Linked DNA regions of Mus musculus: region 2 is linked to region 1. The links are chromatin contacts, called in public promoter capture Hi-C maps. All regions are on one chromosome and are shown on one strand. The core of a region is the stretch at or near the end of the contact, and the rest is flanking DNA. Distances in the headings are between cores, read along the strand shown. Region 1 overlaps Smarca2 (SWI/SNF related, matrix associated, actin dependent regulator of chromatin, subfamily a, member 2). Region 2 overlaps Smarca2 (SWI/SNF related, matrix associated, actin dependent regulator of chromatin, subfamily a, member 2).

Region 1 (6,531 bases), core at 414-2,913:
GCTAAGGAAAGACAGACAAGAAATCCTTGGGATGCTCTGGACAGATATTTTAGTCTGTTTGGACAGATGAAAATGATGGGTGTTGTCATTCAGTTCTCCTGTCCTGGTGTCACACAGTAAGTTAAGTGTATTAATACAAGTTTTACCAGTTATGGAGGGACAAAAACCAATCTTGTGTCAAATAAAGCCTACTTATCATAAGAAGTCAAAGGACAAAACGGAGCATCTCTGCCCTAGAGATACCATGTCTCCATTCAATAAGTTGCTGAACATGGGACAGAAAAATCTGGATTTCCTTGGACTTTGGAATGTCCAGTCAGCACCCCACAGATAGAGGGTTCAGCGTCCTAAATGAAAGATGTATTCTCTGTGTTGACAATGCGCAGGCACTTTCCTGGTGCTGCATTCCAGGTGGCCTAACGACAGGGCATTTAGGTTGCATGCATGGCTTAAGGGATCTCGAGGTAACTAACGTATGCGGGAGAACACAGGGAGGTCACGGGGGGACGCTGTGACATTTGCCCAAGAAACCTGCGCATCTTCAGATTTTGGTCTCCCGAGACTTGGGTCTCCTGGAACCTTTGCCTGGTGGTGGATACTGAGGCACAGGCGGCTGCGTTTGTTTTCCTAAGCACGTCTGATTAGGCCAGGTACAAACATCCACAGAAAACGTTCATTAGAACTGTGAAAATGGAGGGTTGGGAGCATTTAATCATTCACTCTCCGCACTGAATAATTGAACGGAGTGGTTTTTTTTTTTTTTTTTTTCAGAAAAAAAAATAATTTCATGGCTTGCGAATTCTCATACCTGTTTTATAATTAAGAGGGAGGAATGTGTGATGGAGAAGGAGCCTTCTTGTACCTGATTTTTTTCGTATGTGATAGCTCATCTTATTGTGAAGCTGGGGGAGGGATGACTCTGCGTTTGGATTTAGCCGTTTTTGTTGCTGAGGAGGATCTCATTTTCTTGTCAAGTGTAGTGTTATAGACCTTGCAGAACTCCAGCTCCCAACTCATGATTTTGAAGGAGAACTTTCAGAGCCGGCAAAAGGGTACATAGGCAAAGAGATACAGTGCCAGGGTGTTCCATACGCAGACCCTCATCCCAGGACAGTTCCAGTGTTCCCGGGTCTGGGGCTGTGTTCGGCAGAGGTTGTCACTGTTAGTGAGTGCCTTCAGCATTAGAGTTCCTTCTATCTCCTTGTGATTAAAAGCTAATGGCCCAGATTGGAGCTTCTAGTTTATAATTAATAGATTCCTGCTGTGGAATCAGATAGTCATGTCACCACAGGCAAAGAAAGCAATGATGGCCTGTTGACAGTGATGCCTGCATCTTTGCTTTGCTCTGTGCAGGGCAGGGCTCTGTTGCCATTTTTCTCAGGGTTCTGCTTGTTCTGTCAGACCTACAGATGGGATGGTGTGCTCCTTGCACATAGTCCTCCTTTCTATTGCATGGGGCCATTTACCGGCACTTAGGAGCCTCGGGAGTGTGCTAGCGAAGAGAGAAGCGATGCAGACGTTAATTAAACATGTACCTAAAGTAATAACTTTAGCTGTGGTGAATGATAAGGAAAACTGGAAGTCCAGCAGGAGGTGAGGCCCGGTTACCTGGCAGCAGAGAAATATCTTGATAGCAGAGCAGTAGTTGTCCACAGAGAGCTCTGAGCACCCTCCTGATGTCTGTTCCATGATCAATGTGAAGAATGGTTATTTCCAGCCACCTACGTGTATGCTCTTAGGACAGCCAGCACCCAATACTCCTTGCCTTTTAGTGAGACTAAGGAAGGAGGTGGGACTTTGTTTCCTTTCTAAACCATCACTCCAAGGGAAGTGGGATGCATAAGTGGAAAGGAAAGAGGGAAGGGAAGGGGAAGGGAGGGGAGGGGAGGGGAAGGGAGGGGAGGGAAGAGAAGGGAAGGGAAGGGAAAGAATAAGTAGAGGCAGGCTCTTCCTCATCCTTCCTGGACTCTGTTTCTTTCACTGGGCTTTAAGACCACTCAGCATAAAGTAGCCAGTTCCAGATGTTTCTTTATTGAACTACCAAGGAAGGCGATACATTTAAGAGCTGATTATTTGGCCCTTGGTGCTACCTGTAGTTCCCCCCTCCATCACTGGGAATGATTGAGAGTCACCTGTTCCAGCTTCTCTGAGGTGGAGGGAATATCAGTGCTTTATGCTGCAGACTGTGCCCCAGCCAGCGTCTTCCCACTATAAGCTGCAGACTGTAGGCCCCAAGTGTCTCCCCATTGTAAGCTGCAGACTGTGCACCCCCACCCCGACAGTGTTTTCCCCATAGCCTCAGATAATACTGTCCCTGTGTACAGTCTTGAAAATGAAGGCATCAGTGCATTCCTTATTTCAAGAAAACCTTCATTACTCAGTGAAATAATAGCCCTGAGCTGGTTGCAGTAAAGATGTAGGCAAAGAAAGGAGAGCATCCATGGCCTTGAGGCTTGATTGGGTAAAGATTACTCTACTTTCAGGGTTAAACTAATAGAGAGTTGTTTTTTTTTTTTTTTCCTTCTATTTTTTCTATTTTAATCACCCGGCATAACAGAGCCTTTGCTGTTCTTGGAGAATGTGTTGTTTAGTGTCGCCCGGGAATAGTAGGGTTGGTTCCTGTAACCTGTCTTGGCCTTGTTAATTCAATTCTCTTCCCCATTTGGTGCACTTCTCTGCAATGCATCTTTATAAATTACTAAGAATCTTCTCATTCTTAGCCTGGTCTTTCTTCACTGGCCTTGAAATGGAAGAGGAAAAAAGTCAAGCCTGTGTCTGTACTTACAGGTCAGAGGAGGAATAAGTTTTAAATATGGAACTAGTGTGTTAAGTGAAGGCAAGCCCCGTGTTTCAGGGTGAAGGCTGCCTCGAGTATTCAGTATGACCTTGATCTTTCTGTCCCACCAAGATGTTCTCAGATGTCTACAAGTGGCTACAGAGTGGGGGAGGGGAAGGGGTGGCCAGATAAAACCAACAAGCTTATACGAACAGGTTTGCACATAGGACTATCCTCGTCGTGATAACATGCAGCCTTTAACAGTCAGAGCTGCATAAGATAAGATTTGCATACTAATTTGCCATCAGTCTCTTATAGGGTGTGTCATTAAAAGATGTATTATAGAGTGTTCTGTCCCTTATCCACTGAAGGGGTCCGTTCTGGTTTGATTCCTGTTGCTGTGATGAACACCAAATACATGAGCAAATATAGCTTAGGGGAGGGAAGGGTTCTTTCAGCTTACACATCCAGGTGACACTCCACCATTGAAGGAAATTAGGGCAGACACTCTAAGCGTGAGACTGGAGGCACAGACTGAGGAGGGACGCCTGCCCTCACATTCATTGGCTCACACTCAGCCAGCTTGCTTACATAGCCCAGTCCCACCTGCCTCGGGATGGCAGCTCCTGCAGCAGGCTAGGCCTTCCCACATCAGTCAAGAAAGTGTCTCACAGATAGTGGCCTCAGACTGGTCTGCACAGTCCCTCAACTGAGGCTCCCTCCTCCCAGTTAAGTTATGTCAAGTAGTCAATCAAAGCTAAGCAGGACAAAGGGCTGGAAACACTTTCTGCCCTCCAGGTCTGATGTCAGGGTTACGTAGTAACTTTATCCAAAGCATTTGGAGTACTCGCTGGCACACAGTAATACTCGGTAAATGTTAGTTGCTACATCAAGAAATTTTGTGATAAATGGGTAGAAAGATGTTGAAATACTCGTGGTTTCTCCATCTGATTGTTTGATTTTGAAAACAAGGCTCGGGGGATGGCTCAGCAGGTTAAGGCCCTTGCCTCCGAGCGGGAAGACTGACCCAAGTTTGATATCCAGCATCCACATGGTGGAAGGAGAGAACTGGTTCCTGTAGATTGTCCTCTGACCTCCACATGTGTGCTGTGGCACACAGACACACACACTTTTTAAAGTCCGTTTTTATCTTGATTGTGTATTTCCTAATGTTGGATACATTGATCATTTATTTCTTTTTCTGTTTATCGTCTTTTTTTAAAAAAAAAAAAAAAAACAAGGTCACATGTGGTCCAGGCTGGCCTTGAGATAACCAGGAATGGTGTTGATTTTTAACTCCTAAGTGCTAGGATTGCCAGCAGGGACCAGCAGGGCCAGCTAATTTTTTTTCCCCCTAACTGAGGTTCGGTTGTGTGTAAGAGGAAATCTTCTAAGGGCATTGGTAGGGTCTTTGGCTGTCAGGACATGTAGAAAGGAAGTGGGGATTTATTATTTTGGTAGCCCCTGCTTACCAAGAGGCTTACCAGCAGCCCCCACAGAGGGGGTTTTCAGCTTTCTGGTGATAATTTCTCCTGGTGCTTTAGGCGTGGTGTTTGCGAAAGCTGTGGCTAGGAGCTCTTGCCAGAGGCTCAGGGCGCTTAGTCTAGTTGTCTTGCTTCAGCATCTAGAACTATTTGATGGCTAGCGAGAATGAAATATAAAGCCATCCCTCCAGCCTCTCAAGATGTATACTGGTGGAAATGCATGGTTGGGTGTAGGCTTTTGATGTGTCTTGGAAGCCCATGAGATTAATGGGCGTGCGCTTAGCCCATGCACAGCACTGCCAGGTGGCACTTTCATGGCGGGCTTGGCTTATCTTGTTTTATTGTTTACTGATGGATGGAACATTAGACTTATGGTGTTTCTCATGCGAGATTTGGTCTTGTTTCTCCCTGGTCCCTGCTTTTCTCCTGCCATTCTTCTCCTTGCTTGGCCCCCCAACCCCCTTGTGTTTCTATGCAGTGTATGTTCTTTTACACTCTGTGTCTGTCCTCAGGGCCTTTTGTCCTTCTCTTTCCAACTATGTAGTTTCATGGTCTAGACCAGCTCTCTCCCCTGTATTTACCCGGTCTTCATTCCTGTTAGAAGGAAGAATCTCAGTATGAGAGAAAATGTGGCAGTTTTCACCTTTCTGAGTCTGAGTGGCCTCAATCTAATCTATTTTTAAAGCCTTTTTGTTCACTTTCCTTCCCTCCCACCTGCCTCCTATCCACTTTTATAAGTACAGCTCAAGGCTCTTATACATCGAAGGGAGAACTTTCCTGTCATGGTGTATTATTCAATACAGTGATTGGAAATGTGATTTTTAACCCTTTTAGATATTAAACACAACCACCAAAAGCCAGCTGGTAGGATAAATAATCATGCCGTTGAAACATTTGTTGTAAATTCAAGTTGCTCACAGCATCTTCCGGTTATTTGATCTCTTCTGTTTTCCTAAAGAGTCCGTAGTTTAGTGCAGCTTTTCCTTCCAAGGCTCCGTAGGTAACAGAAAGCTGCTTAGTCAGGTTTGCACACGTGGGTGTGAGGGCTGTCTGGAGAGCTGGGAGCACTCTGCCTCAGCAATTAGATTCATTTGATCAGTTCATTGTGGAAAATGGGGGAAACCAGTTTGAAGCCAAGTCCTGTTTAGCTGGCTTTACCAGTTACTGGAGTCCAATGTTCAAATTGGCTTTCTCTGTAGGACAGGACCCAGGCAATGTTCAAATGCTTGCTAATTTGATATTTCTGGGCTTTTTCTTTTTTTTTTTTTCTTTTTTTCTCTTTGAGCACCTGTCTCCATGCTCAGAGGCCCACTTAAATGACAGTAAAAATAAACCAAGTGGTTCCTAGAAGCTTCATTTCCAGAAAAGTAGAATGAGCCCTTAAGGTACCCACATGTTTAGCCGTTGCTCCAGCACACCGTGGCAATACCTGCTGGGGGTTGAAAATGGATCCTTTCATAATATAGGCTGTACAATACTCGACATAAAGCTGTTTCTTTACAAAACAAGGCAGCCTCCATGTTGTAGTCTAAAGAGACTGCCCCATGGAAGTCTCTTTCCTTGATTTTAACTAACGTGGGATCTTTCTATTTCCCAAAGTCCTTCCTCTGGTTGCTCCATTGTTCATTTTATAAGCCTTTGAATGGAAGATGCGCCATCTGCTTGCTCTCTGATCATTCTGAAGTGGAGAATTCCAGTTGACATTGGCCTTTGAAATTGTGGCCCCAGATCTGTTTGATTTTTAGTACTTTTTTTTTTTTGTAGTGAGTAATCTTTAGTTAGGAGTAGTTTGTATCACACACATCCCCCTGCCATTCATCCCCATATAAGCATAGATAGGAGGAAGCCAGGACAGGGTCCCTTCGGCCTCGATTAATGAATGAACTTCAATGTATTAGCTTGATCTTTTGTTTCAATCAATGGGGTTAAGCGCAGGCACCAACCAGCAGTATTAGAGCATTTGGTGGTGGTTCCATGACACAGACCACTGTGGGAGAATGGTTTTCAGGCAGTGGCTGTACGGCTACCTGTGTCACATACGCACCAAGCTATCTCACCTGGGGCCCAGAGACATAAAAGTCACATCTCTTGAGTATCTAGAGAAAGGAGGGAAGGCGGCTTTGGTTTTCTTTTCTGTGTTGACTTGAGTTTGGCAGGAGAACATGGATTTCTGAAAGGATGTCCACAGACACCAGAAGGCCAGGTCACGATGAGAGGGGCTGGCGGTTCTCTCTGTAGACTAGACTGCCACCTGCCTTTCATGTCTTATAA
Region 2 (6,906 bases), core at 1,385-3,884, 97 kb after region 1:
TTTTTTTTTTTTTCCTTTTTTGTTCCTCTCTTAATTTTTCTTATAAGTTCAGAGACTTACCAGGATAAAAGAAAAGTTTGAACTTGTGGGTCCTGTCACATGGATCTTTGAGCCTTTTCTGAACAGGTCTTCTTCATACCTGTCTGTTTTTATAGCGCTTTTATTATCTTTCTGCATTAGTGCGGCTGGCTCTGGTTTAAAGCAAGCGTTTGCAGGTAATTGGAAAAAAAGTGTTTTGCTGTTTGTGAGTGTGTGTGTGTGTGTGTGTTCTCTATCGGGTGATTTCATTCCGTCTACCAGGGAATGTGGCTCCTACTCCCTTCTGCTCCCTTGTTTACTAATTTCTGTGTTAGAACAAAAATCTGGATGGAATTGTTGACTTATGTTGTGAATCATGAGTAAACTGATGTAAAACCGTAAAGGTCAGAGCGTGTGTGACTGCATTGATGTCTTAGGGGGTTATTCCATATTCTTCACGCGCTCCTGGCTTTTTTGTTCATCATTACCGTCCTTACAGTAATGACATCTTTAGAGTATTTTGCTTATACTAAGATACATTTTATGTGCATTCAGTCATTTTCAAGCACTTGAATGTATCGATGCTTTAATGTCCGTCACCTGTTTATTATCAGTGCTTTCGGCCTTACAGAATAGACTGAGGTTAAAGGTGAATTTCATCCAATATGGTGGTGCCTTTTTCTTTCTCCTTCGTTGATGACTGTTAGCTTTTAGTTTTACTTTGCTAGTTCCATTTTATTTTGATTATTCTAATTATTCAAGCTATATGTAGCTATACCCCTTATTGTAAAGGTCTGGATATGTTTGCCTTGGTTATTTTCCTTACTTGGATTTTTTCTTTCCTCCTTTCTTTCCTGTTTACAGGCCATCGAAGACGGCAATTTGGAAGAAATGGAAGAGGAGGTACGGCTTAAGAAGAGAAAAAGACGAAGAAATGTGGATAAAGACCCCGTGAAGGAAGATGTGGAAAAAGCGAAGAAAAGAAGAGGCCGCCCTCCGGCTGAGAAGTTGTCACCAAATCCCCCAAAACTAACGAAGCAGATGAACGCCATCATTGATACTGTGATAAACTACAAAGACAGGTGAGCCCCTGGCTCCTTCCTCTCCAGCAAGTCCTTGAGCGGTTAGGACTTGAGAGGATGTGCACTTGGGTTACGTCATGGCCTTCTTTCTAATTTGCATTCTATAGCCTTGTCTTGGAAGGTACAAGCTGCCTCCTAGGTTGTGAAACGGCCGTGATTGTGATTGTTATTTTGTATGACGGTTCCCGGTGTGTTGTCTAAGATGGTGGGAAGTGAGATTCGATGACTTTTTAAAGACGCCTATTCCAGAAAAGGATTCTTCAGGAGCTCTGAGGAGAGAGGTGTTGGGACGATGGGATGAAATTATTTATTATTGTTTATTATTATTATTACTATTAGAGGTTGACTTGTCAGAAGGAAGGAACTGCAGTCATATTTAAGCTAAATCTTTTATGTGCAGGACCCTGTTCAAAACCAGATCCCTCCACAAAATTGTCGGGCTTCCCTCCTCCTAATACTTGGGAGTGTTGAGCCTTTCTATCAGCTGTGGTCTCTCTTACATCACCGCTATATGTATTCAGCGTGATATTTCAGCAAATTCACCCCCTTTCTCGTGGGCTTTTTCGGTGTGACCAATAAGGAGGCGGTGCTGCACACAGACAAGATCGCTTTAAATAAACGGATGAGTATTTGGAAACTGAGGCCAAGACGCTTGAGTTTCTCAGTCAATGCTCTACTGCTTAGCTAGTCTGATTGCATTGGAGATGGTTGACTTGGGGTTTCCTGCTTTGATTTCCCCTTGATGCAATGCGGTTTGCATTTGATGCAATGTTATTTTGCTTTGGAAGCCATCTCTTGTTTCCATGGAAAGCAGATAGGAAACAGATATTTCTGCTGTCTGAGTTGCGTGATCATAGAGGTCAGCTGTCAGAGTTGCGTGGTCATAGAGACCAGCTGTTAGAGACGGTGCCTTAGCCCCGGGAACTCCTGTTGTCCTGTCCGACGCTGAACTAACTGAAAGTGGGCAGCTACATTGCTTGCGACTTGGGTTTTTCCTCCTAGCTTTGACGTATTACATGGCAGGCAGGGAGGAATTGTTCGAAAGATTAAGTGGCAGGAAAAGTAGAAACTTTCCACCAGGAATTTCTCTCTTAAGCCTTTCTAGCTCGTGTGATATTTTCCAAACCAGTAAAGGGGACAGGAGGAGAAAGGTTCATTGAGCGGTCAGAATTTCTTGTGTCTCCTGACTCATCAAGACTTGTAACTCCAGTCCTCACTAGCTTCGTTATTTTCTTTTTGAAAGAAAGAAAGAAAGAAAGAAAGAAAGAAAGAAAGAAAGAAAGAAAGAAAGAAAGGAAGCAAGCAAGCAAGCACACTTCTTTTAAATACTGTCAAGTGGCCACCAAAGGCACCCCACCTCCTCCTCCTGAGTGTGGATTGGCCTCTCAGTGACACTCCACAGAGGGCAAACTCAACCCAAACCCCAAGTCCACTCTTGGTCTGGAGTAAGCGTGAGAATTTTTTTTTTTCAAACCAAGAGTTAGTAACTGCAGTTTCTAGTCACCCCGACTTCCTCCTCCACCTGTTGCCTTCCCACAGGGGGAAGCTGAATCATTACACCCCACATCAGCCTCTGGTGCGAGGAAATTGACTCTGCTCTACCTCTGACTTTTTTGGTTTTGCCTTTGTGTCAGGAGAGCACACCATCTGTTTCTCTGACCAGGTGTGCCCTGGTCTTTGGCAGGCCTTTGATGATCACATCCATCGCTTGCTGATTCAATCTGGGTTTGCTGGAACACCGGAGTGGGGCTGAGTGAGCCTGTGGGGACTTAAAAGGCGGGAGGGGGTGTCTTTGAATAGTGGCTGTCATTTCAGCTTCCTTAATCAGCGGAAGGGTCAGCATCTCGTGGGTCTCATGTTACCAGTAGATTGTTTTATTTGGCTTTACAGTATTTGTGTGTGTGTGTGTGTGTGTGTGTGTGTGTGTGAGAGAGAGAGAGAGAGAGAGAGAGAGAGAGAGAGAGAGATGTTTCTATTTCTTGACTCCCCCCCTTTAGAAAAACTTAAAAATCTGGCAGGTTTCTGCCTGAGTTTCCCCCAGCGGGAGCTCCACAGGAGGGCGGAAATGGCTGCTCTCTTTACCTGACACCTCACAGGTGGTCTCAGCTGTTGCCTTCCCTACCACCAATATGGAGTATGAGTTGCTGGCTGTTGACCGACTTCAGGTGGCTTGTGTACATCGCCTACTGGCTGCATTTGTATCAACCTGGTGAACAAAACCACAACAGACGCCCTCAGAGCCCATTCCCAAGTGTGCCTGGGGAGGCAGAGCCTAGGGGCTCAGGGCACAAGCTCTTCCTAGTCTAGCCTCAGCGGCTTACATTTGAATCTGGTGTTCACTTACCTGCCTGACCCTCAGTTTCCCAGTGCACACAGTGGAATAATTCCTGCTCCCCACCCCCAACCCCCCAGCCTGTGGAATTGTTGTCCTAAGCAATTAATATAACCCCAGATTCTTTAAATAGTTTAATGATTAATAGTCCAACTTTGAGACTGTTTACAGTTCATCCAGCAGGTGAAGGGACCTCTGAAGAGAGTGTCCTTGCCGATGCCGGTTTCCATGGTTTTCATTCCAGAAACAGAAAATGCAGTTTCACCGGAACTGACTAGTGAGCATGTCTCTAGTTGTACTGTAGGCAAGGGCTATTTAAATATTTCAGCACCCAGGTATCGAGTGGCTCTTCCTCTTCCTGGCTTGCTTGCTTTCTTTGCTTATTGAGTTCTCCTTAAAAAGCTCCCTCTTAAGACTCTGACTCTCCCTGTGTTTTTAGGTACTTTCTGGAGAGATCATGTGCTGAACCTCGTACCGCTGCATGCTTCATGTATATTTCATGTTAGTGGTCCTCTAGAAAAAGCAATGGACTCTATTTATATTTTGTATTTCTCTTACCAAACTTGGTTCTCAAGTAGGAGGTGCTCAAATTAGGAGGGCCTTAATTAGATACAGTGTTGTATTTTTGGTTCATTTTAGAGAAAAAAAAAAGCTACTGGAAGGATGTACATCTTGCTGTGTTGAGGTTCCTCCAGCATTAGCGTCAGTTATTAATACAGTAACTCAGCCTACTTAAAGAAGGAGGGCCACCTGTACGAAACCCCATCTAACATGCCCGTCCAGTGTTAGTCGGGTTCCAATGGCTGTGTAGCTGAAGAGTAGATTAAGTCAGACCTCCATCTCTACTTAACAGATAGATAAGAAGAATAAGCCCTCAGGAGCAGTTGTTTAAAAATCCTTGCACGATTCGGGGACAGATGTGGCTTGATATTTCCATAAAGACTTAAGATAATTTGTGTATATTTACTGCTTTATATTTTAAAGCATGATACGGTTTTAAAATGTGACCCGGAAGAGCCGATCACATTGTGTGATTCACGAACCAATGGCTATTAGGCAGTACAGGACTACGGCTACTAGTTCCTACCATGTTATTTGTCCCAGATAGAAAACTTTATCTCAAGCCATACTTTGTTTTGACTTCGTGGACATGTTTTGTTCTCTGCTTGTTTTGAAGGCTGTTAACCACCCTCTCACCTTCTATAATATTTAACCCGAGGCACTCCGTTTCTTTGTAAAGGATTCCTCCTCTGTTGCACCTGTACTCTTTAAAATCGCCATGAGATGCCATGGGGAATAGGTGGAGACCTACCCTGCAAGTCTTCTAGGTCTCAGGAAAAGGTTCCTAGAGACAGCCTTAAAGGCAGAGGTTCTGGGCTTTGGCTCTGCCTGGTGTGGTGTCCTGTGACTCAGGTGCAGCAGCAGCCCTGGTGACAGAAAGTCCTCCAGCCTGTGGATGTGGATCCCACATTAGGGCATGGTTTCTGGAGGAACTTCTTGACGCTGCAAGACTGTCTTCGATATGGTTGTTCTTTCCCACATTGAAATCCTTTCCACTGATTTTTAGCTAGTCTACAAACTAGTCAGAGAATGAATCCAGTCTTGTTTCAAGAGATGTCCTTTGAAAATAGTTCTAAATGGGCATCCCCAGCCCAGGGCCACCTTCTTCAGGTAGAAACATCCCCCTTTGTTCTCTGAGTGACACTTAGACCCTCCCCGGGCATATTCTGCTCTTGTACTGCCCATTTGAACCTTGCCCACAAGAATTCCCGCTGTGCTCCAATGGTATGAGGTAGTTCAGTTGTTTGATCTGGACACCAGAGCTTTGTGCACGTGGCTCAAGGGTCACTTTGCTTTCTCTGGCATCTTTGACACAGAGCCAGCTGATGTTGGACACATGACATAAACCATAAGTATCTTTTCTCAAAAACTGCCAAGTGTAGACTTAAGCTAAGTAAGCTTTACTGTTTGAGCATCCTACACGGAAGTTCCCCGACTCCATGCAGCCCCGTCTCACAGTGTTCGTTCTCACCGTTGCTCTTACTTGTTTCTTAGTCTTTAAACAAGTATGTGCTTATCTTCCTGGAGTTTCTCGAAGCCCAAGATGTGTCGGAAACTATTGCTGGAATGTTTTTAAAGGAACCAGGACAGGGTTCTGTGACATGCCCTGGGAATCGGCTCAGGTTGACACGAATCTGTTGAGACCAGTAGTCCTTGAGGTTGGTTCTGTGTTGTTGAACTTCCAGGGCCTAGCCCTGATGTCGTCTGCGTTCATCTGTCCCTTCTCAAGGTTATCAAGAAAGACTAAAACCAACTACACTGTGTTTGTAGCCCTTTCCCATCTATCAACCTAGAAACCCTGCTGAACAACTGAACCGAGGTTGGCCTGCCTGCCTGCCATGGCTTTTTCAGGGACACCCCCTGCTAGTCCTTAATGATGTTATTTATCTTTGCTAAGTAGCCCCCCAGCCTCTGGGCAATTTAGTCTAAGTTCTCAACAAGTGTCAAAATGAAGCCTAACAGCATTGAGTTTCATCTCTCATTTCAAAACAGGGCCCTTTGCTACTCTCTAGCCTCTGCCTCCATTTCTTCTGTCTGATTTCCTTCGCACTGTTGGCAGAAGCAATCTACACTTTTTCAGGGTGTAATTAGTTTACCACTGGTCATCTGAACTCATTTGAAGCACCTTGATATGTTCTTTTTTTTTTAAAAAAAAAAAGAAAAGAATTAACTCTCCTATCAGGAGCTTCTCCTGTGTTTATTATACCTTGCTTTTCAAATCTCTGTCCTCCTTCCTAAAGAATTTGGAAATGGTGGCACATGACGTGCACAAATGTTAACCAGCAGCAGGATGCCGAGGCACGAGGATATCCAGTTTGAGGGCAGGCTGGGCAACATGATGAGATCCTGTTTCAAAAAACAAACAACAGAGTGAATCAAAAATCTTAAGGATATGGAAGTAGAACGTGCATTTATACATTGCTTGTTGTTTGTTTTTGTTTTTGTTTTTTTACCTCAAATGACTTAAGAGTTGGACCTATGGTGACATGAGGCAGTTGGGAAGGCAGGAGGTTCTCTTGGCTAGTCTGATCCATGGCTACAGGGCAGGAGGCATGGCAGGAATGGGAGCTATGTATCTCCTACCTCCCTGAAATGGGTTGCCCCCACCCTTAGAATTTTAGTAAGTCCTCAGTGATACCCTGACGGATGGTCCGGGCCTGCACTTGATCCGAATGTAGTGCTTTTGGCGTTGGGGAAACCATTTGCCCATCCTACAAATACTCCCCGTGCTGCTTTCAGTCCAAGCGATGCACTGCTAAATCTAGCCACAGGATCCTCATTCCGGGTCTCTCTCCGGCCTCCTCTGCGCTGTACCAGGTAGGGAAGGCAGCTCTGTACTTGCTGCTGACACAGAATAGGGGGAGTTGGGAAAGGTGGGTCATGAGAGCTTTATTACACCAGAATGCACTCACG

The links. Capture Hi-C pulls out chosen DNA fragments and counts their contacts.
Region 2: a promoter capture Hi-C map of pancreatic islet shows a contact between it and region 1. A contact is called at or near these places in 3 of 9 other capture datasets (adipose tissue, liver and pancreatic islet).

Annotation. Positions count from the first base shown.
Region 1 is chr19:26,654,883-26,661,413 of GRCm38.p6, forward strand. All of the region lies in intron 9 of Smarca2 (SWI/SNF related, matrix associated, actin dependent regulator of chromatin, subfamily a, member 2), which reads left to right. Among named protein-coding and RNA genes, the nearest start is that of Gm20616, 35 kb to the left of the region's middle.
Region 2 is chr19:26,750,942-26,757,847 of GRCm38.p6, forward strand. Smarca2 (SWI/SNF related, matrix associated, actin dependent regulator of chromatin, subfamily a, member 2) reads left to right here. Exons shown (of 33, transcript NM_011416.2): 28 at 883-1,100. Among named protein-coding and RNA genes, the nearest start is that of Gm46648, 69 kb to the right of the region's middle.